2 separate regions of the Mus musculus genome follow, and region 2 is linked to region 1. The links are chromatin contacts, called in public Micro-C maps. All regions are on one chromosome and are shown on one strand. The core of a region is the stretch at or near the end of the contact, and the rest is flanking DNA. Distances in the headings are between cores, read along the strand shown. Region 1 overlaps Klf13 (Kruppel-like factor 13). Region 2 holds the start of Gm32633 (predicted gene, 32633).

Region 1 (7,931 bases), core at 1,596-4,095:
CGGGAGGTCTAGGGAGAGCTGAGAGCTAGAAAAGAGATGATGAACAAACTGTTTATTTATTGGGGGGGAGGAGGCATGCCCTTGGTAGTCAAAGGACAGTTGGGATGAATTGGTTCTCTTCTACCAGGCCCAGGTCCCAGGACTCCTTCCTTCTGGTTCTAGGTCCCTACATGGACAATCCAGGCCTGGTGTAACAGCCACAGACGGTGACCAGAGGTCTGAGCTCATTCCCACTTTTCACTGCAGTAATTTTTCAGCATTCAGATTGGGCCATTGTCACAGCATGGGACACGATGACATCTGCTCCTATTGTATTAGAAGCATTGGAACATAACCAGGGCATGAAGAAAGGGAGAGTGAAGGAAGTATACCCTGCCTTTTTCGTTTTTTAAAGGAAATGCGCCTAGAAGCAGTTCACCAAGCCAGGTCTAGGGCAGTCTGCAAAGAACAGCCAGCCTCTCAAACTGAAGTCCGTCCCTCTGAAGAATGGTTGCTGGGCTAGTGGTAGCGTTTGCAACCCACTGCAGATGGTTCGTGTGCCTACCTTCCAGGTGGGAAGCGACTCATTAGGAAAGTGTCTGCTTGATAGAAGTGACCACCGTGGGTTGCTCTTAACGTAGTTGAGGAGCCGAAGAGATTAGTTTATCCATCTTCATCTTTTTCTGTCTATTGAACCTGATTTAGCCATTTGCACTAGGTCAGCAGTAATACGTTGTTACTCCAAGTAGAGCCATGTGACCGTTGTTATGATCACTGAAGGCAAAGGACATCATTGTCTGTCATCCATTAAGTGGACTATGGTGATCATGTTTCCCTGGGTCCCCCCTGCCATCTAAGATTTGACTTGTTTTTTCATGGTTTTGGTTTTTGTTTGTTTTTGTTTTGTTTTGAGACTCCTGGGCCTGGTAGAAGAGAAGCAATTCATCCCAACTCTCCGTATAGCCCTGGCTGGAACTTGCTATGGAGACCAGCCTGGCCTGCAGCTCACTGAGGTCCACCTGCCTCTACTTCCTGGGTGCTGGGATTAAAGGCGAGCACTGCCATCATGCCCAGTGTTGCCAGGGTTTTTTTTGTTTTTGTTTTTGTTTTTGTTTTTTTGGTTTTTTTGGTTTTTCGAGACAGGGTTTCTCTGTATAGCCCTGCCTATCCTGGAACTCACTTTAGACCAGGCTGGCCTCGAACTCAGAAATCTGCCTGCCTCTGCCTCCCAAGTGCTTAAAGGTGTGCGCCACCACGCCCGGCACCATTTTTTTTTTTTAATAAACACTTTTATTTATTCTTTGACAATTTCATACACACATACCATGTGTCTATTGATTCTTGGTCCCCAACTCTCCTCTCACATTTTCCCTTACCCCTTCAGCTTGTCTTTCTTTAATCCTTATTATTCTTTAAAAAAAAAAAAAAACAAAAAAAACAAAAAAAAAAAAACAAGGCAATGAGTCCAGTTAATGCTGCCCTTCTGCAGATGGGTATGGGGCCATTCACCCACCAGAGCACATACAACTTACCAGTGGCCACAACCCTAAAAAATGGTGGTCCCACCACCACAGCAGCCAAAACCCATCAATTGCCACATAGCTTGTCAGCTGGTGGTAGGAGCTCGTGAGCCCTTCCCTGGCCCATGCTAGAATGCGCACAGGCTTGATCTTGTGCAGGTAACGTCAGAGGATGTGAGCTCATTAGTGCAGCAGCCATGCCAAGTCAAAAAGAGGTAGACCTTCAACAATTTTGAGGGGTATTGGCTATGATGTTCAATTTCACTGTCAACCAAACTGGATTTAGAATCACCCAGGAGACACTTCTCTGGGAAGACCTACCTGATGTGTGTGGGTGATACCACCTGATGATCTGGGGTCCCAGACTATATAAAAAGCAGACACACACCAGCATTAATCGTTCTGCTACCCGAGAATGCAATGTAACCAGCTGCCCGGTGCTCCTGCCTCCTGCCACGATGAACTGTTGTTCTCCAAACCCTGAGCCCAGAATAAAGTCTTCCTTACATCTCTGGTCAGGTACTTAGACACAGCAACAAGAATAGCAATTCTACACAGGCTAAGTATTCTGTAGACTGTCCCTCAGCCTGTAGCTGTCTGATCTTTCTTTCTCTCATGGTTGGACTGGGTTTGTGGCTTTCGGAGGTAAACACAGCAGAAAGGAAGAGTCTTTCCATTTCATGCCTGTGGGGAATCCAGTTCATGTGAATTTAGTGCTATTTATGTTGTTACTCAAATATCCCAGCCCTGGACAGGGACTCTTTAGGCCTGTTCCTGTGTCCTTTTGACATGCCCCTTCGTTTTTGAATTTTTGTCTGTTTCCTGACTTTCTGGCATTATATGATGCTCGGGCTTACGGACTTTTCCTGTCCCAGCCCACAGATCAAATCCAAAGGACCCTGTTTCCTCTCACTGCAGAATGGTATCAGAATCCAGGATCTGGGTGTGCTCCTTGTGACTGGGGTGTGGCTGCCACTATGCCACTCTGCGTAGAGCTGTGTGTGTGTGTGTGTGTGTGTGTGTGTGTGTGTGTGTGTAACATTTACATTGTTTAACACATTAACGAAATACACCATATCTCTCTGTCCTTCCATATCTAGCTCTTCTTATTTGTGGCCAGCCTCTGGGACTAGACTCCCAGTGGACTGCCCCTTTCTGTGACCCCTCTACATCTACCCCCCAGCAGTGGCCTTACCTGTGTCCCCTTTCCTTAGTGCACCCGGGAGGCAGGTGTAGATTGTTAGACCACGCTTAGAGTTGATGTTTTGCTGACTACAGTGCAGGTCCTTTTGCCTGCTCTTAAAGAGTTTCCAGTCACAGCACTGTGTTCCCAGTAACTTAGGTCAGCTGCTGTCCCACCCTGCACAAAGGCATGTGACTCAGTCTGTCCCAGCCTGGGATTCCCCAGCTTCCTGGTTGGTGTTTATTTGTGTAGCCTGAAATGCCTTGTTTGTGAATACAGTTCCAAGTGCTGGGGTGGTGGTGGTTGTTGTTGTTGTTATGGTGTTGGGTTGAGATGGAGACTGCACTAAGGTTACCCCCAACCCCAGAACTGACAAATGCAGTCTTTATCTACTTACTGTCCTTATACCACTATAGAAGTCACCCTGTTCATCCCCTTATAGACGCTAACCAGTCTCACATCCCTCTGTCCTTGGTGGGATTTCTGTCTATAGGTCTGTGATTTACAGAATGAAATATAAATAGAGCCATGGGAAGTGCAGCCTTTTATGTCTGGTTGTTTCACCTTAGCAAAGTTCATTCATAACTTATCCATTTTGTTGTGAGTCAGGAGCTTCTTTTTAACCATTGAATAATATTCCATTGTGTGGATACACCAAAATCTGTCTCTCCATCTGTAGAAAGTCCATGCCTCCATTTGAGATAGTTACGAATAGCTGTTTTAAGGTTTGTGTACAGGTCTTAGTATGAAATCTATTTTTAGTTCACCTTGGTGAAGGCCTATGAGTGGGGTTAGGGTGTTGTGTATAAGGTTGTATAAATTCATAAGACTCTGTGGGAGACTTTGCACAGTGGCTGTTTCTCTCTCCTAGTGTGAGAGTGAATTGGTCCAGCAGCACTCAGTGCTGGCAACTTTCTGATTCTAACATTGCCATGAACGTGTGGAGTGCTGTCCTCTCCTGTTCTCATTTGTAGTCATAAGGTCAGAAGATGCTGAGCACCCGTGAGCTGTTGACCATCCTCTTCAACATCCTTCTCAGACTATTGTTGAAGCTGGGAGCTTATTGTTGAAACTTCAGAGCAGTTTATATATGCCGGATGACTGCAAGTTCTCTCTCTCTCTCTCTCTTTCACCCGTCCCCCCCCCCCCCCACACACACACACACACACTCTGTTTCTTTCTGATTTTTTGAGACATGATTTCTCTGTGTAATACCCAGACAGAGACTGTTGATGCTGGCTTCTGAAATGGGATATGGTCCCTTCAGTTCAGGATGACAAAGCAGGCCCCCATGTGGCTCTCTGCAGCTTGGGGACGAGGAGCCAGGAAGATAGACACACTGTTGTTGTTCCTTTGGAAAGCAGTTCTGCGACCTAAGGATTGAGTGGGAAGAGATGGAAATGTCTGCTCTTTGGGTTCAGCTCACTCTCCCTCATAGCTTGATAGCCTGGAGAAGAGCTTTGACAGAGCATTCTGCATCTGAAAGCTTTTACAGTGGCTATTTCTCCCGTCGCATATATCTCCAGTAGTAATAGGGCGGAGCTCCTGAGAGAGCCTGTCTGTGATGGCTGCATATTCCCCCCACAGAAAACAAGAGTGTTGATTATTGTCGTTTTATAGGGGTTCAGAGAAACGGAAAATTTCAAATGTGTTTTGTAACCCTTAGTAAAAGGAGGGGAAACACTGTTATGAAATGTCTGGCGTGTGCTCCATTTGACCTCTCTAAGCAAGTGTGCCAACATGTGCAAACAACGTGTGCAAATTAGTGCTACTTCCTTGTCAGGTTGGGGGGATGGTTTGGGGGTGGGAGATTTTGAGAAAGAGTGTGTGTGTGTGTGTGTGTGTGTGTGTGTGTGTTTGCTTGCATGCTGGTAGGTATGTACATGGCTTTGTGTATTGTTATACTCTTTATGACTGCCTGAACCAGTTCAGTTGAAAATACAAGGGTTTCAGAAAGGACAGTCAGACACTGTATCTACCCCAGAATATTCCATGCTTCTTTGCTGTGCTTATAGAGTCATATTCTTTGGTACTCCATAGAGTATGCAGTTTGCCTGCATCCAAACATGGCTTCAGGAGTTTAGCTGTGTTTAAACCTCCCTGTCTGTTGCTTGTGAAAACATCAGACAGTTCCATGTGCTCCCCCCACCCCCTCCCACACACACACCCTCATCCTAACCTTCCTCCAGATGAATGAAGCAACTGTAGATGCCACCGATCATGGAGCGCCACCCTGAACCAGAGCTTGCTGGAGAGGGACAGGGTTTGGGACAGGGTTCCAGCTCTGGGAGTTGTCCTGTCACCAAACCTCCCTTATCACCAGCAGCATGGGATAGATGTGGGATAAAATCCCTTGCAAAGCTACAGTGGAAAGGTCTTTGTAATCCTGCATGTATAGAGTATAGCACTTGCCTTGCTCTCTTTCCTGAGTGTCTCTTGGATTAGCTCCTTGTAGCTCCCTTGGGGTCCTGCTCCAGGCCCGGTAGCAAAGGGCATAGGAAATAGGGTGGAGGCGGCAAGACAGGGTTCAAGGAGGAAGGAAGGGCCTGTGTAGAAGCAGTGGCCAGGGCTGGGTCTGGAATTAGGACTGGCCTTGTCTCCTAAATGGCTTCCTGAGCAGAATTCCCAAACTTGTGAGCAGCTGCAGGCAGAACTGAAGGGACTATACCTGTGGCTATGGAAATTTTGCAGGAAAGCCTGTTCTCAGACTAGACCTTTGAACACAATGGTTTTCCCAGAAAATGCTTGGTATAAATTGCCAGTAACTGGAGACATCTGTTGGGTCAGTGGGCCTGTGATCCTGTAAGAAATTCTCTGGCTGGCCTTGAAGGTGTGAAGCAGGGATCCCTACCGCTCTGCAGCTGTTCTAGAAATGACACCCCCCCCCCTTTTCTTTCTTTAAAATAAAAAGTCAGATAATCTGGCCCCATGGTTTAAAAAAAAAAAAAAAAAAAAAGACATTTCCAATGTGTTTGCTTTATGAAATCAACTCTGGATAAATTGTTTCATTATATCCTGCTGGCAATTTCATGGGACCTCCCTCTCCCCAGTTAATTAGAACCCTCTGAGTCAGCTGGGTGGTGGTGGCACACGCCTTTAAGCCCAGCACTTGGGAGGCAGAGGCAGGCGGATTTCTGAGTTTGAGGCCAGTCTGGTCTACAAAGTGAGTTCCAGGACAGCCAGGGCTATACAGAGAAACCCTGTCTCGAAAAACCAAAAACCACCCCCCCCCAAAAAAAAACAAAAACACAAAACCCTCTGTATCAGTTGGGGCAGGTCAGGTAATCACTGTTCAAGACTTTGAGGTAGTCCCTTTCAGCCTCCCCCAGGTGCTAGGTGTTGTGTGATGCAGCAAGAACATTGGTGACTGGCACCTGGGATTGTTCTGCAGGGGTGCTGCCTTTAGCTTGCAGGCTGACTTTGAAATCAAGTATTAGCCAACTGCTACAACCCAGTTCTGAAGTAGCTTCTCTTACAGAGCCTGAAGGGACAGGGCGCTGAGGGTTGGATCTGCCTTGGCTCAGCCCCCATCCGTGGGTCAGATGGGGGCACTGGTTTCCTCTGGATCTCTCTTTTCCCCTGTAACACCAGTGTGCAGGCATCAAGCTCTAGCAGCATCATCGACAGCACGGCTGTGGCAAGGAAGGATATGAAAATTCATTCCTAGTCAAAATCCCAGCTTTGAGGCCCAGCACTCTGATGGGCCTTGACTCCCCATCTGCGATGGGCTCCCACACTTCAGGTCTCTGGGTTGGACAAGTCAGGCAAACTGGCAAAATGTGAAGATGAAGCTGCCCCTCTCTGGTGGGCTCCTGCCGCTAGCGTGGGATAACCGAGAACGTAAGCAACTAGGAGGCACCCAGGGTGGGGGCGGGGTGGACAAGAGGAGCAGAGAGGAGGAGGGCACAGCGATTACCACAGGTGCAGAGTCTCTCTCGGCTGCTTACAGGGTCCTGGGGATGTGGGGCAGAGCTGCCAACAGTGCAGCTGGCACATCCCATCACTATGCCCCACCCAGCCCCGAGCGAGGCCTTGGTGCCACTGGAGCTTCTTTTGCACAGGAGAAACGTCCTCCATCCTCATCCCCGGGTAGGCACAGGGCCTGTGTGTACAGAGCAGCAGGTGATGCTCTGGGGATCTCCTCCACAGATCCCCGGGAGCAGCTGCTGGCTCGGTGCTGTGCCAGACATCACAGCCTAGCCCACTGTGCCAGAGGAAGTACTCAGGCTTCTTCTCTTTGTGCCTGTTGCCCTCCCATTTTGCCTTTTTCTTTTTGGTCCCGGAGTAAACTGTTTCACAGAAGTCTGCTGCATACCTGGTGCCCGACACTCTCTATCGGATACAGAGAGCTGATACCAGCTCTCCTTCCTCGATGGATCTTGGGGTGTGTGTAACGGCGGCAGGTAGGACTTGGCCTCCAGGCTGCCAGCACCTGCCCATACACACAGGCAGGTTCAGGGGAGAGTCTTGAGGGGTACAGGCAGTTCCTCCTGATGCTGCTCATATTCTCCTGTTGGGTGCTGGTCACCTGTCACCTTTTAAATCCGACCTGACCTAGATTGCCTCAAGCCCTTTATACAGGAATGCCCTTGAACAGAACTACTTCCTGGGAGATCCAGGGTCTCTAAAGCCTGGAGCCTTGCAACTTGGAGCATCTCCTGTTGTTAGGAATTGTACTTTGTTGTGCTTTGGGGTTTCTCATACAGCGCTACCCCTCCCACCCTCCTATGGCTTTAAGAGAATCTTCTGAATGACAGGCATGTTAAGAGAGCTGGCTGGGCAGGAGAGGTGGCTAGCTGGCTGGCTCAGTGGTTAAGAGTAGGGGACCTTCATTGGTTTCCCAGAACACACATTAGGCAGCATACAACCAGCATCTGAGTTTCTGGCCACCAGTGGTACCTGCACTCACAGGCATAGGCACCCACAGAGTCATGGACACAGAAACATAGACAGAAAGAGCTGGTGAGGGACAGGCGTTGGACAGACTCGAATGTAGATGAAGCTCCATGGATGGGGGCTTGGCCAGGGATGTGCAGATAAATTACTATCCTTTATTACTGATACAGTGTTTTACATGAGCCCAGCTTGGCCTGAAATCCACTAAATAATAGCCTAGGATGGCCTCAACAGAGGGCAATCTCAGCCTTCCCACCCCCACAGTGCTGGAATCCCAGACACAAGCTACAATTTCCAGCTGAAATGTGACTATTTAAGGTCTAATTTTTATTTTTCTTTTTTATCATGCTGGA
Region 2 (7,931 bases), core at 1,458-3,957, 86 kb before region 1:
TGCCCAGACATAGAGAGGTGAGAAATACGTCTCATGTGCCTGCCTTGCACCTTGCTGGCAAGTGCAGCCTTTGGTTGCTGCCTCTGCTGCTGCCATCCTTAGCTGTTGCTTAACCCAGCTTCTTTGACCTTCCACCATGAACTAAAGATCAGATCTCCAGGAATCCTCCATAACTCAGTGCCAGCTTGGGATCATTGAGGTTTCTGGCCTTGGGGACTGAGCAGGTCGCAGTTCTCAGTCTGGCCAGGGTGCAGACTTTCATTGCTAGACTACCCAGCACATATCCTATAAGACAATCTAATACATTTCCTTTGTTTTATATGCTCACTCAGTTCTGTTCCCCTACATAACCCTGACTGTCACAGAATTCATGGGATAAGAAGGGGATTCCCACGAACCTAGGGGACAGAATCCAAGCATCCGTAGTCGGTCAACATTCAGAAGTACAGCTAGCCGGGTTGAGAACTCCAGTTGAGAGGGGGATTAGCTCAAATGGTAGAGCGCTCGCTTAGCATGTGAGAGGTAGCAGGATTGATGCCCGCATCCTCCAGTTCCCTTTCCCAGCACTCGGGAGGCAGAGGCAGGCAGATTTCTGATTTCGAGGCCAGCCTGGTCTACAAAGTGAGTTCCAGGACAGCCAGGGCTATACAGAGAAACCCTGTCTCAAAAAAACAAAAACAAACAAACAAACAAACAAACAAAAGAAACTCCAGTTGTTTTCTTGGGTTTTTCTGTTGTTGCTGTTTTTGTTGTTGTTGTCGGTGGTGGTGGTGTTTTTTTTTTTTAATTTACTTATTTTTAGTATGTGTATATGTATGGGTATGTACACATAGGTACACATATGGAGAGCAGAAGAGGGAGTTGGATTCCCTGGAGCTGGAATCACACGTGTCTGTAAGTCATCCTACATAGGTGCTGGGCCATGAACTCAGGTCCTCTGGGAGAGCAGTACACAAAGTACATCTTAACTGCAAAGAGGTGGATCTCTCCAGCCTGCAAAGTCCTGTTCTTAATTCTTGGTTATTCTATGGCTTGAGCGTGACCTCTAAATAATCAGGCGTAGGAACGTTAGTTCCTCTGTGCTGTGGGGCGGGGAATGGATCACCAAGGCAGATGTCTCAGAAGAATGTATTAGCTATAGTGGAGGCTAGACCTCTCTGTCTTGTGCACGCATACTTTCTCTATCTTTCAGCTTCTACCTGCCTAGGAAGCGGCAGGTAGCCATCTCCAGCTGTGGCCATATGACCTTGAACTTTCCAGCCTTGGAGACTGTGAACCTAAAATAATCAGTCTTCTTTCTTTACTTTGTCTCGTGTATCAGACAGTCCTTAGAAAATGGACTCATGGCTTGGCCAAGGTTGAGAGCCACACTGACAATTTGTTGCAGAGGCTGAAGATGAAAATCAGACAGTGGACCGCTGACTAAGGTGGACCATGAGCCAAGCCAGTATTTAACTCCAGCCACAAGGCTATGGGACAAAAGTAAACAAGAAGGTTCTAGAAGAAGGGCTAGAGCCACAGGATTGGACATGCACCTCCTACCCTGCCTGTGAGGAACTATTCCTTCTATCTAGATTTGGCATTTGCAGTGGTCAAGAGATAAAAGACAAACTACACTAAACTATGGGGAAAATCTCTAGACACCCTGACCAACCTCCTCCTGGCTCTCTTCATCTTTGCCAGCTGTGAGAAGTAGAGACCTATAGTCCACATCTCTGATTCCCCAGGCTAGTGTCTGGCACGGATCTACAAATACCAGCACGTTGACCTCCTGGGTTGCAAAGCTTGATTAGGAGGCCCAAATGTAATCCAGGTTGGCTGGGAACAAAGGAACATGGGGCACTCCCTGGGTGGCCTGGCCTTCCAGGGAGGCTCTAGGTGGCCCAAGTTTTCAATCCCAGCTCCAGCCTTCTTGGCTTTGGTTTCAAAGACCACCAGTGCAAAGTGAAATGGATACTATCACCGTGTATGGCCACGGTCTGAAACGTGAAATGGCATATGGTCCTGGCGGGGATCAGGGAGTGGTAGGCATAGCCTCAAAGCCTGCGTCAGCGACGCCTTTCCCGAACCCAGTGGGTGTGTGTTGCAGGAACAGTGGGCTTTCCAATGCAGGAAGCAGCAGGGCAGTGGGTTTTCTCCACTCTGTGGCAGGTTGATCCATTTGGCAGAGGCCTGGCAGGCCCAGATGGTAAGAGGCCTGGAAGTCAGGGCTAAATTTGGACTTGGACAGAAAGGTAAATTTTCAGGAGGCCTCTGAAGAAGGCTGCTATTGGTGATTTAAAAAAAATAAATAAATAGCGCGCGCGCGCACACACACACACACACACACACACACACACGCACGCATGCGCGGGTGGGATTGCGGGGGGGGGGGGGGGGGGCAGATAGAGAATGAATTAGGGAAAGGGTAGCCTTGGCTCCAGAGCTGCCCTGGGAGGCAGGTGGATGTCACTGGGCTCCAGGCTTGGGCAGGCTAATCCCTTACATCATGTTCTCCAAGGCTCCTCCCTTCTTGGCCCTGACTGCCAACTCACAAGGGTGGTTTCCACAGAAGCCCCCCCACCCCACCCCTGAGCATCCAATATGGCCTGCCCCTGCAGGTACAGGAGCCTGGTGCCACCCGCACATGGGCCAGGTGGAGCTGCACCTTGGCCAGGAACCTGCGCAGGAGGAGCAGCTGGCCACCCTGCTCGGGGTGAGGAGAGGAAGCTATTTTGGGTTGAAACCCAGGCTGTGTGAATGCTGTCTACAAAGGAGCTTCTACCCACAGCCTGGGGAACACCATCTGCCCTGAAGAGCGGGCTGCACATGCCAACACGCGGACTTCAAACTCAAGCCCCTTGCAGCTCCATGGAGCCCTGTCTGGGCCCAACCACTCCAGCTTTTTCCTCAAGCCTGGCCTGGCCCTTGCTGTCATGAGGCCTGAGCAGCTGTAAAAGAGACACAGCCATTCCCTTTGTAGTCGGCTTCACCTCCCAAAACTGAAAGGGAGGGTGGGCAGTTTAATCTTATCTTGCCTTACAGAAATGGTAAGTGGGGTACTCAAGAGCAGCTGCTATGGGGTACAGGAGATAGACTACTCCCAGGACTGCCTCATGTAGCAGGGATACCAGGCCTGGTTCCCCATGGTCTTCTCTAATAGACACAATGGAGACCCTGCCATCTCTACACCGAGTCAGTTCAGACTGGCCCAGTCCTGAAGGCTTCTCGATGCTCCCCATGGCCCTGTGCTTGGATAACCAACGAAATGGGAATGATTAGGGTCCCTTGTTGGAAGCCTAGGCTCATCACTCACACACTCACCTTGGTGGTACATCTGCCCTAAATGCGCCTCTCCTTCAACCTGGATCCTCTGCCTGAGAACCGGCATGGGATGAGAGGGTTTGGGAAAAGGGTGCTTCTAGTCTCTTTGATGTCCATCCAGGGTATTAATTTTTGGAACTGGGTAGTACCCTAGCTGACTTCCCACGAGCCCACCTCTTTGGATGGTGGCCCCAGCTGTTATCCAGCTGGCCACTCACTGAGATAATTGTAGCCACCTTGCTTCTGACAATAAAGTGGCACCACCTGTCAACTACTCTATGGCCACCCTGTCACCCACAGCAGCTTTACTGTCATCCCTGGCCCTCAAAAGGCAGTCACACTGAGTTTCTCAACAATGCTTCCTCTTTGACACATTAGTAAATGCAGCAACCTGGGTTTGGACCTCACCTCTCCTCGCTTTTCTCCTCATGGTCCTGGCATTCCTCAGCGTGTAGTTTGGGCTGTCCCTTCCCAGCTACTCCAAGAGTCATCCTATAACACGGGAGCAATGTTGCCCCAGGTCCCTGCCTGAATAGGAAGTTCTGCCTCAGGGAAGGGCTGCCTATGGGGATGGTTCTAACCCATCCGCACTTCCATTCTTCCTGGGTCTGGGCACAGGCTATTGTTCTAGGTGGTGCCTGGACCTGTGAAATCTGCAGCCCGAAACTCCTCCCTCCCCTGTGACACCTGCTGCAAACCATGGAGGAAGCTGCGGATGGTAGGCACACAAAGTGAAGTCGGCCAGTTACAGAGGACATACCCAGATAGCTCTCTCTGCTCATCCAAAGTGTCCAGAGCCCTCAGTTTCATGGAGAGGTGGGGAAGATGGTTGTCTGGAGCTGGGAGGGAAGTTGGGAAGTTTGTTGCTTAACCAGGCAGAGTTTCCGTTTTGCAAGAGAAAAAGACTTCTGTGGTTTGGATGCTATGCTAGCTAGTTTTAGGTCACCTTGACACAGCTGATAGTCATCTGAGAGGAGGGAATCTCAAAGGAAGAAAATGCCCCCATAAGATCTGGCTTTAGGCAAGCCCATAGGACATTTTCTTAACTAGTGATCATTGGGTAAGGCCCAGCCTATTGTAAATGGGCTATTGGCTCTGGGTTCTATACAAAAGCAGGATGAGCAAGCCCTGAGGAACTAGCCAGTAAGCAGCATAGCTATATGGTCACTGTGTCAGCTCCAGATTCCAGGTTCCTGTCCTGTTGGACTTCCTGTCCTGACTTCCTCTGGTGATAAACAGTAATGTGAAAGTGTTGGTCATGGTGTTTCATCAGAGCACTAGTAACTGTAACCAGGACAGATGTGATGGTCACACAGCACTATAAGTCTGCTGACCACCTCTGGCCTATGCACTTAAAAGTGATTTATTTGTTTTACATTGTCTGTTTATTTTTAATTTCTCAAGACAGGGTTTCTCTGCATAACCCTGGCTGTCCTGGAACTTGTTCTATAGACCAAGTTGGCCTTGAACTCAGAGATCCACCTGCCTCTGCCTCCCAAGTGGTAGGATTAAAGGAGTGTGCTGACAGGCTTATATGTATTTTCTAACAATTAGCCATTAAACATGCTCACACATGCATGCATACACACACACACACACACACACACACACCCCAAAACAAACAAAACAACTTGCCTCCTACACTAGATTTTTCATTGCTGCTACAAATGCCTGAGATAAATATGTCAGAGGAGGAGAGACCCATTTGGGCTCCCAGATGAAGTTCTGGTCCATTGCTGTGGCCTTGTGGGGAGAGAGAATTTCACAGCTGTGCAAAGAGGGATCTGGGTAAAGGTTTAGCTACTGAGACCATATTCCCAATGGCCCACTTATTTCACGGAGGCTCTGCTGCTGGAAGTTTCCATCACCTGCCAGTAATGCCATTAATAGGAACCCATCAGTGACTAACCTATTTGGTCAGAGCCCTCAGGAACTAGCTGGTAACCCTCGATGATTTGCTCCACCAGCTGAGGAACAAGTCTGACACTTCATGTCCAGACTGTAATGCCTCCCTCAAAGGGTTCTGCACCCCCCCAGCTGGCTGCATGGGGGTCTGTTCCTCCCTGCCTATCAGTAATCTCATACTGAGAGGCCACAGAAGCAGGTTCTGTGAGATGAACATTATCTGGTTAGACTCTTATCCTTCTTGAGACCATTACATGGTTATCAAGTGGGACGAGAATGGTCACTTCTATGGGGCTGTTATACTCACAGGAGCCTGCAGCTCCCACACCTCCCAATTGCAGACCACAGCAGGCAGGAGCTGAGGATTCCACAATACCCATATAGCCTTGTCCTCCAAACCAGCCTTTCACACTCCTCCTACCCAACTACCCCCCAGCTGCCAAGAATTAGGGTTTCCCTGGATGCTGCAGGGAGACCCTCTCTTTCATATTTTAATTTAATCAGTCTTCTCTCTTCTTCATGAGAGTAGTATTCAGAGAAGACTGTTGTCCCAGCTCTAGACCCCTGGAACTACTCACAGGTCAGGATGCTGCATCAGCCAGCAGGCCCCCTTCGCCCAAGGTCCCTCCTGATAGTGACTGTTTTGCTGGGTACATGCTATCTGGGACCCGGGGTTGGCCCTAGGCTCTGGCTTCTGACAAGCAGTGCCATGCAAAGTTGGGTGTCTTGAAAAGCATGCCTGTAAAGAACAAGAAGAATGGACCATGCACCAGGAGAGAGGACCAGGGAGTCCCAGCATTCCTTAGGAAGATGAACCTCCAGGGCTGAGATCTGCACCATGGAAATTAGTGGAGCACTGGACACAGATGAGGTGGAGTGAGTCTCGCGCTAGGGCTTCCCTTGAAAGCAGAATGTAATTCCTGGGGAAGAAGAAAGGGTAATCCACTGACAGCCTGTTCCTGGCAGTAGGAATGAACCACTAAGGACAAGGGAGACCCTCTCTATACTCCCATCTCTAGCTCAGTCTACTTTCCATTCGCTTCCAGTTTGGATTCTTTCCTCACCGTAAGGCCATGAGAGACTTATCTCAGGTTCCATTCTGTAGCAGCCCCCTCAACTCCCACAGGCCACCACCTTGTCTGAGAGCTGGGAGCAGATTCTCTAAGAGGCAGGGGAAAGACCTTGCAGACAGGGCCAGTGCTGTGGAAGGCCAGGTGGCTGTACATTCTCTCAGATGCAGGCCAGGGCATTGAACTCTTCATGCTTCGATCCTTGTAAAGGAAGTGGACAATGGAGGAGAGAGCCTGTGAGAGCCTCTCGGAGCTAACATCCTCCTATCTCTAATAAAGGCTGTGGCCATCTGTCCCCATCCCAGCGTTGAGGCACCTTTGCTAGGCAGGGCTCAGCCTGGTTCCCAAAGGTTGAATAACAGGCACCCCACACATGCAAGCCAAAGCCTGGTTATTTAATGAGAGCTGCACCTGTCCCCCAGGTACTCTTGAGCCTAATAATGTGTAATTTTTCAGTAATATACTATTGGCTGGACATCATATCATTCACCTATAATCCCAATGCTAAGGAGTCGGAGACAGGAGAATGTAGTTCTAGAACTACATAGCTACACCTAGCCTCAAGCCAAGCAAATAGCATTGTTCCTATATCGTGAGCCAGGTTGTTTGCACCCTCCCTGCACCTTGCTTTCCTCCACTTACACCTCCTTTTCTTAGGAATAAACCAAAGAGCAGCAGCATAGTCCTGCCCAGAGTCTCTCACCTGCTTTCTGCTACCTGGACTCCAGCAAACCAGCCAAACCGACAAAAGGGACTGCTGCTGGTCAATTGGGAGTGTTCAACTTAAACGCAAAGGTTCCTTTGATTTCCCAAATCTGGCCTATGAGACTGACTTGGGAACCTTACACCAAACACAAGCCGCCCTCTCTCTGCACCGATCTTTGTAGCTCCATAGTGGCCATGGTTGACACCAACTGTCCTCCCGCGATTTAGATATCCTGTCATAGTTTTTCCAGCAGAGCCAAATGAGGTTGAATTGTCACCTGTCCCCAGCTTCCCGAACAGTGTTTGAAGTTCATTTCCTGTGTTTTGTTTTGCTCTGAGAGTTAGAAATGAACCCTGCCCCCAATGCCAGAGCAAGCAACGCAAGCAGGGCTGGGCTTTCCATCTGCCTGGGGCTCAGGGAGTTCCTAGGTGGCCCCTCCCACCCTCATGTCCTACCTCCTGTGCAGGGAGCCGGCTCACAAGCCACTGGGGACCCATCTGGCTGCTTGTTTGGGTGAGAGCCCTGTGTTCAGAGGCCCTGCAGGCAGCCCTGGCAGAGGGAAGGCCTTGCCAAGTGAGTGTCAAGCAGCAGCTGGGCACACAGTCCACATGCCACACTGCAGGAGGTTCCAGACCTCCCCCTGTGCCCTTGGGGAGCCACCTCCCTAATAATTCCTCCCCTGGTTCCCTGGGGAAGGGTGGGAGAACACAGGATAATTGTCGCAGATCATGTGCTGGAGAGAGAGCCACACAGACCTGAGGCTGGGGGAAAGCGAGCGATGAAAACAGCTCTTTGTCTGCAGCCTCCATACACTGGGCTTGTGTTTCTGCGTTATGACAATTGGGTGAAACATTAGACTAGGGCATCAATTATTCAGATTTCACTGTGAGGTCAGAACATAGCAGCTCCGACCTGCCCCTACCCAGCGGGAGTCAGGTCGGAGAGGG

The links. A called contact is a pair of places that touch in the nucleus more often than the background predicts.
Region 2: a Micro-C map of the G1E-ER4 cell line shows a contact between it and region 1. The contact joins two enhancer-like sites. A contact is called at or near these places in 2 of 15 datasets of contacts at CTCF or cohesin (CD8 T cells and large pre-B cells), 7 of 484 Hi-C or Micro-C datasets (the G1E-ER4 cell line, brain, cerebellum and 2 more), 8 of 115 datasets of contacts at active chromatin or transcription factors (the SCID.adh cell line, bone marrow-derived macrophages, double positive thymocytes and 3 more) and 3 of 9 other capture datasets (adipose tissue, embryonic stem cells and liver).

Annotation. Positions count from the first base shown.
Region 1 is chr7:63,900,320-63,908,250 of GRCm38.p6, reverse strand. All of the region lies in intron 1 of Klf13 (Kruppel-like factor 13), which reads left to right. Gm27252 (predicted gene 27252) reads right to left here. Exons shown (of 4, transcript NR_166574.1): 4 at 7,714-7,931. Among named protein-coding and RNA genes, the nearest start is that of Gm27252, 7.9 kb to the right of the region's middle. Within about 2 kb of position 2,845, at least 114 of the 459 cell types and tissues checked have an H3K27ac peak or open chromatin away from gene starts, as enhancers often do. A contact at or near this core is called in CD8 T cells and the G1E-ER4 cell line, where this site is marked.
Region 2 is chr7:63,986,532-63,994,462 of GRCm38.p6, reverse strand. It overlaps Gm32633 (predicted gene, 32633), which reads right to left and starts at 7,628. Exons shown (of 6, transcript NR_169109.1): 1 at 7,440-7,628. Within about 2 kb of position 2,707, at least 62 of the 459 cell types and tissues checked have an H3K27ac peak or open chromatin away from gene starts, as enhancers often do. A contact at or near this core is called in CD8 T cells and the G1E-ER4 cell line, where this site is marked.